Regions from separate parts of the Drosophila melanogaster genome. Here region 1 is linked to region 2. A link is a contact called in public Hi-C data. All regions are on one chromosome and are shown on one strand. Each heading gives the region's core, a stretch centred on a gene start, on an enhancer-like site or on the middle of the called end of the contact. The rest is flanking DNA. Distances are from core to core; before and after follow the strand shown.

What was found. A called contact is a pair of places that touch in the nucleus more often than the background predicts.
Region 1: a contact with region 2 is called in a Hi-C map of the OSC cell line, with 6 times the contacts expected there. The contact joins the promoter of yellow-c here to the promoter of mol in region 2. A contact is called at or near these places in 25 of 107 Hi-C or Micro-C datasets (the Kc167 cell line, the OSC cell line, the Ras3 cell line and 11 more) and 4 of 6 datasets of contacts at active chromatin or transcription factors (the Kc167 cell line and the S2 cell line).

Annotation. Positions count from the first base shown.
Region 1 is chr2L:15,034,133-15,037,216 of dm6, reverse strand. It overlaps yellow-c (yellow-c,), which reads right to left and starts at 1,823. Exons shown (of 3, transcript NM_001299018.1): 1 at 1,421-1,823; 2 at 226-631; 3 at 1-166. The coding sequence starts at 1,653. GABA-B-R1 (metabotropic GABA-B receptor subtype 1) reads right to left here. Exons shown (of 16, transcript NM_001259104.2): 16 at 2,513-3,084. CIAPIN1 (Cytokine induced apoptosis inhibitor 1) reads left to right here. Exons shown (of 4, transcript NM_080199.3): 3 at 1-642; 4 at 697-924.
Region 2 is chr2L:14,996,051-14,999,201 of dm6, reverse strand. mol (moladietz) reads left to right here and starts at 1,643. Exons shown (of 6, transcript NM_165094.3): 1 at 1,643-1,686.

The DNA of each region.
Region 1 (3,084 bases), core at 574-3,073, 38 kb before region 2:
CGCCGCCCACATTGAAATCACCATGCAGAGGATCGAAGTGGAAGAAGTTGTGCTTGACGCGGTAGGATTTGTCGTTCCTCAGGGAGTACACAATCACACCGTAGGCACCCAAATCCGGAATGTAAGCAAAGGCATCTTGGCACTCCGAGCGGTCCGCATCCACAACCTAAATATTGATTAATTCGATCAGTTTGGAATTTAAATAATACGCCTATGCATACTCACAATATTCGCAAAGAACGAGTCCTCTTTGGTCTGATCAGCGGGAATGGTGAAACGGCGCAGTAAAGTATCTGTTTTCAAGTCGAAAACCAGGATTGAATTGGGCGTAATCTGCTTGGGACTGCCCAGGATGTCGGCCAAGCCAGTATCGAGCACCCACAGGCGATCGCATACGTCGACTTGAATTCGGAAGGTGGAAATGACAGTGGAGTTGTCCTTCAGCTGGATGCCGGCATCTTGAGCCTTGTCCGCGTCCAGACGTCCACCGGATGGTGTCTTTTGGTCCTGTGGCTGCACATCGATGGGCAGCTTGTTGGCCTCCCAACTGGGATACGGATGCAGCTTTGGCGACTTCTCCGTCGAATTAATGTCGATGTAGTTGAGTGTGGCAGCAACACCAGCCTTCCATCTAAAGGGAAAGTAGATCATTTAATAATGAGGAGAAATAAATTAACTAAAAAATTTACATTTCAGACTTGTTTAGTTACTAATTACATTTAAACCTGACACTGGCAAGTAACAAATTAATAACATTAAAAAGTACCATTCACCTGCGCAATTATTATGACTGATTGGATATAGTCTAATATAAGCTATAGTTTTAATTTATATCTTAGCACTATCAGTTAAAACTTTGACGGCAACTATAGCTTAAATAATTATGCTGTATTATCAACAAAATATACTTTTTTTACGTATCTTATTTTTCGAAATGTTTTTAAATCGAATTTTGTTTTGATTACTCATATCTCCCGAAAAGCAGAATGGTTTTCGGGGCTTTTTGGCCAATAAGCGCATCGGTGGTAAATCCCAAAAAGGTGACGTCACAAAGACTTTGTTTACTAGTTACCTAGTTAGCCTTTTATGGGATCCATAATATTCCATAGAATTTTCCGATCATGTGTTTTCTCTTATTAATTTATAATTAACCTCATGTTACGATTTGCATTTAGAAACCACGATTTAAAATGCAAAATAGACATACACAAATGGGGTAAAAAATGATAAAGTTAACTAGCCAGCGAGGAAACCGGTTTCCCCTCCTGACGCTCGATGATTTTGCAAGTCTAGCTTGACATTTAATTACAAACCAAGCCAACAAAAAAGGTAAATAATAAGAAAAAAAAAGAAAACCTAACTACAGCTTACCGTAAGTTTGTTGTCTCTTTTTTTTTTGTCTATGAATTTGGTTACTTACCTTGGCACAGTGACAAAGATTCTGTTTTGCCAACGCTCCACGCCCAGCGGCAGGTTGTTCTCCACGATGTAGTGGCCATTCGACTTGGCCTCCGCCTCGGCCTCCGGAGTGGGCCAATCGAAGGCCAGTTGCTTCCACGAGAACTTCTCCTCCAGCTTGGCCGATGCAATCCGGCTGAAGGCGCCGATAAGGCACACCATTAAGCCCAGGCTCAACATTCCTAGTGGGTTCATTTTGGATTTTTCAATTATTCGATTTTTTTTGGATTGCTCGTTTCTTTTTTTTTGGACCTCCGTTCAGTTCGAGTTGAGCGCGCTAACTGCAAGAGCTTAGTTTGGAATCGGGCTTAATATGCTGGCTTGGATCCCAAACAAGCGGAGCTTTAAGCTCACAGTACACAGATATTCGATCCCGTGGAGTTATAAACTGTTATACCAAGTGCCCAGCTGCAAGTTAATGGTTATTGCGATGGGCTGGGACTTAAAATTAGCAACATAACCGGAAGGAAGATCTGGAATTTACTTGTTAATGCTTTAAAAATACTTTTTTGCTCGCTCGAATAAAATCAATCGAACAGTGAACCTCGTTTTCAGTTTGTAACTAATGGGTCAATTACTGCATTGATATATATATAACAGAATGAAAAAGAATTTTGAGTATTTAAAATAAAATAATATTGCCAAAGCCTTTACATGTTTAAAAAAATTTTAAGAAATTTTCATTTAATAATTATTAAACTGCATAAACAATTCAAACTCTGATTTATGAATAAAGGTTATTGATTCTCTCATTTAAAATGCAGCACGAGTGGGATGCGAAGTAAATGTTTGTTGCTTTTAAGAACGATTTGTATTTTAAGAAACGAATTTGTGGACAATGTCTGATAATTGAGTCTGAAATTTTAAAAGCAAATGAACTTGAAATTTAAAAATGTTACCTGTAAGTTAAGCCTAAAAATATTTGACTTCTCTAAAAAGGCACATTAATTGTTTTAAAAATCTTAAATCCCACAAATAAAACAAATTAAGACTAAGAGTAATAATATGGCATAAACATTAAACACCCAAACCAATAAATAACTGTGATATATTTGTTCAATTCTGTTTTGTGTTTTTTATTCAGTAAAATTCTCATTTATTCCGTTTTATTAAACTTTAAATTAATTCGTTAGTGTTACATTCATAAGAACATACCGAGTTTTTCATTACTTTGACCTTATGTTTTTCCTGCATATTGCTACCATTTGTCGTGGTTCATATTTATTTTGTCACTAACAGTAGAATTTCACTTTCTTGTGTGTTTCCATTGAAATAATTCTGGATTTATTTAACCTTTGCTTTTTCTATTTACTCGTATTTATACAACAATATTAGCTTGGCTAAACTGTGTCTTACTTGGCTAGAAGTTCTTCATTCGGCTGTGATTCGAGGACAAAAGCAAATAATTGATTCGGATTCGAAAATAAATGTCGATTACTTGTTGCATTTGTAGATTTGGTTGCTGTTCATGTGGCTGTGTTCAATTCTGTGTTTTTAGGAGGCGCAGCTAAATGCTCTATATACAATATACATGATCTCGAGTTTACACGTCTACCCTAACAGCGTTCCCTATATGTATGTATGTGTATGAAATACAATCCAATTATTAAACTACAAATTCCAACG
Region 2 (3,151 bases), core at 394-2,893:
ATATAAATGACGCTAGAACAAAAGACTTTGGCGACGAACTCGTGGTGACTAAACATGTGTACGAATTCACTGTGAGAGCAGTCAAAAGAATTGGTTTGCCCCAAGATATTTATTTTAATGGGAATGAATCATTGGACTGCGTAGCGGAAGTTTATTCGTAGCTAGGGAATCGATTATGATGAAGTCCGTTTGCCAATAAGCAAAAAAAAAAAACTAAACACCAGTTTTAAAAACCTTTTTCGAAGCATTTTTAACATAAAGTAAATATTTCAGTAGTTTAGATACTTCCTTTATAAATTGCATGCTGTAAAAATAGTTATACGACTTTAGAAGTTTTTCAGCCAGCTTTAAGCACCACATTTTTTTCCAAACACAGAATAATACTTTTTTAAATCCAAAGACTAAGTACATCGGCTAAACTCTAGAGAGCCTTACGTATAATGAATTACTGATTTTACAGCAATATTTACATTTTTGTTTATGTATGTTTTTATGGCTAATTTTGCACATCATAAAAGATTCACTACTAAGGCAAAGACAACAAGATCTAGCATACTGCGGCTGAAAAGTGGCTTTGGCGTCGACCAGCCAAATTTGCAACTGTCGAGATTCACAAGTCGGATGGATTGACTGGACATAAACAGAGATCACGGAGGCTAACTTGGTGATTTGGCTTGGCGTTGGTGCGTGGCACGGTAGTCGCTAGTAAAAATTCAATTAGCAAATTAAATATTAATTACCAGACGGGTCTCTATGCTAATTGAATTAGCAATAGTAGCAGCTGGCAAATAACTAAATAAAGGAAAAAGTATTGGGGGTTTTTAAGTTGGAATGCTGCGAAGATGGAGTTTTTGAGGATTCGTTTTAATATTATCCAATATTTGGCACCTATTTTTTCTGACATAATTGTTTAAATTAAAGAATGTTGTATGAAAAGTGGAAATTGCAATTTAAAATTTGAAATTTTGATATTATAACGATTGCATTTTTGATTATACAATGCAATTACGTTTCATTAAGTTTTATTTTGGTTTAATAATAAATGTCTCATTTTAACATACTACCTTATAAATAAATCTTTTGTTTTTATGTCCAGTAATGCATTATACATTAATATTTTAAGTGGGCCTTAATTTATATCAACCAAATTAAAATGTCAGATGATAAAATTACGTTTGAGAGTTTTATTTTGTTTCCTTTTTTGTAACAATGCAAGTTCTAATATTTTCGGAGCACAGCTGTTTATACTAATATTATTTCTCCTCGTGACAGGTGCCAATGCTATTCTCGCCCGGCTGATTAAAGTATATAATTTGCCGCTCGGCTGTGAATTTAGTGTGAGGCCAGGCCCAAGATGAACCAGTTTGCGGTTGGAAAGTGTGGCAGCCTAGAGTCGGACAAGGTCCCTGATCAGGAATAGCCCTGGCGATATAGCCCAAGTTCCCTGTCGGATTTTTTGATATTTTTTATTTTAATAATTTTTTTTTTGATTTTCTGACTTTCCGACATGACTGCTTCATAAATTCACACTCACTTAAGCCTGCAATTAGCGGTCGAGCAAAAAGCTCCCATCGCTTTGGAGCTTTGGCGCTCTGTTGCTCTCTTTTGGGAAGGTTTTGTCTTTTGCTCACCGCTCTCGGCGTTCAGTTGATCGACGGCAAGCTCTCGAAACGGACGCAGATTTTTGTAAGTCGCCGCCGCGCCTGCGCATTTTAAATCAGTTGCAACAAAAAAACAACGAGAGGCAGCGAAGACGAAATCGAATTGTGTTTTTATTTGTTTGCTTTTGTTTTGTCTGTGTGTTATGCCATGCACAAAACCACCGTGTTCGTAAAAGTGGAGAAAAATCAAAAATCGAAAATTCAAGCCGAAATAAGTTTGCCAAAACAAAAAGAAACCGCAAAAGCCGCGTTATAATAACGCAAATAACGGTATTAAGTTTGAAGCTCATCTAGTTATTTATGCTTTGCTCCTCGTGGTTGTCTGCAAAAATAAAACAAAAAAGCTTAAAACAAACAACAGTGTCGAAAAACCTTAACAATTTGCGCGCACATAAAATATAATTAAAGCCAGCAAATTTTTGCCTTAAACATAAAAAAGTTAATCAACTTGGTTGCAATTAAATGTTGCAATTTATTTTTTTGCAACTAAAGTGCGAAATATTCAGTGCAATACAATAACAAAAATAAATAAGTTTCTCTGAAGCAATACAAATAAAAGTTTCTCTGTAGAAATATAAATAAAAAAATACCAAAATCCATATTATCAAAAATTCAATAAGATATGTAAATAAATAGTTTGGTATACTCAAGCAAAAATAGAATGCTGAACAATGGATAATAAATTATTTATTTTTTTGGGTAACAAACTGATTGCCGAGACTTAAAAGACACCGAGAACTAAAAATAAAATATGATAGATCAAACAAAAAAATTCCCAAACATCTAAAGAGGGAGTCCGCCATTCCTCAAACGTATGTGTGATGGGTGTATGTGTGGGTGGGAGCGGGAAAATTGTGTTGGTAATTTCTAATGCACATTTTCCCTTTAGTATTACCCAACACAATGTTTTATTACCCTTACAGGAGTAACAGGAGTAACTAAACCTTTGATATTTCGATATTTATTAAAACATGAAAAAGAAAATTGATTATAACAACTTCCAGCAATTTTAAACCTTTTTTTTGTATTTTCCGCGAAAGCGTACATAAAGAGCGTATTTTTTTTAATACCCCTTCCTTTTACTGTATTTTCCTGCCTGCCCTTTTAGTTGTCGTTGAATTTGTATGACGTGTGTGCATCAGGTTGATTTTTGTGATGCGTTTTGCCTATGTAATTTCCATGTCAGGCGTTGGGATTACTTCATCTCCCGTTTCATTTCCTATATGGCCAGATGATTCAAACCAAACTGACCAGCGCAAAAATGAAAACAAAAACTACTGCTACAAAAAAACTAAAAAAAAAAGTTGCACGAAAAAGCCGGTTGAAGGCAACTCTTACATATTTACACGCACCAGCGCTCATTGAACACACGCCGCCAGCAGCAACAACAAAGCTAGCACGGGAAAAAATTGTTTTAAACAGTTACTAATATTTTTATTAATATATTAGTAAGGATTATATTGATAAATAACAGTACTACAAAAAGTAAT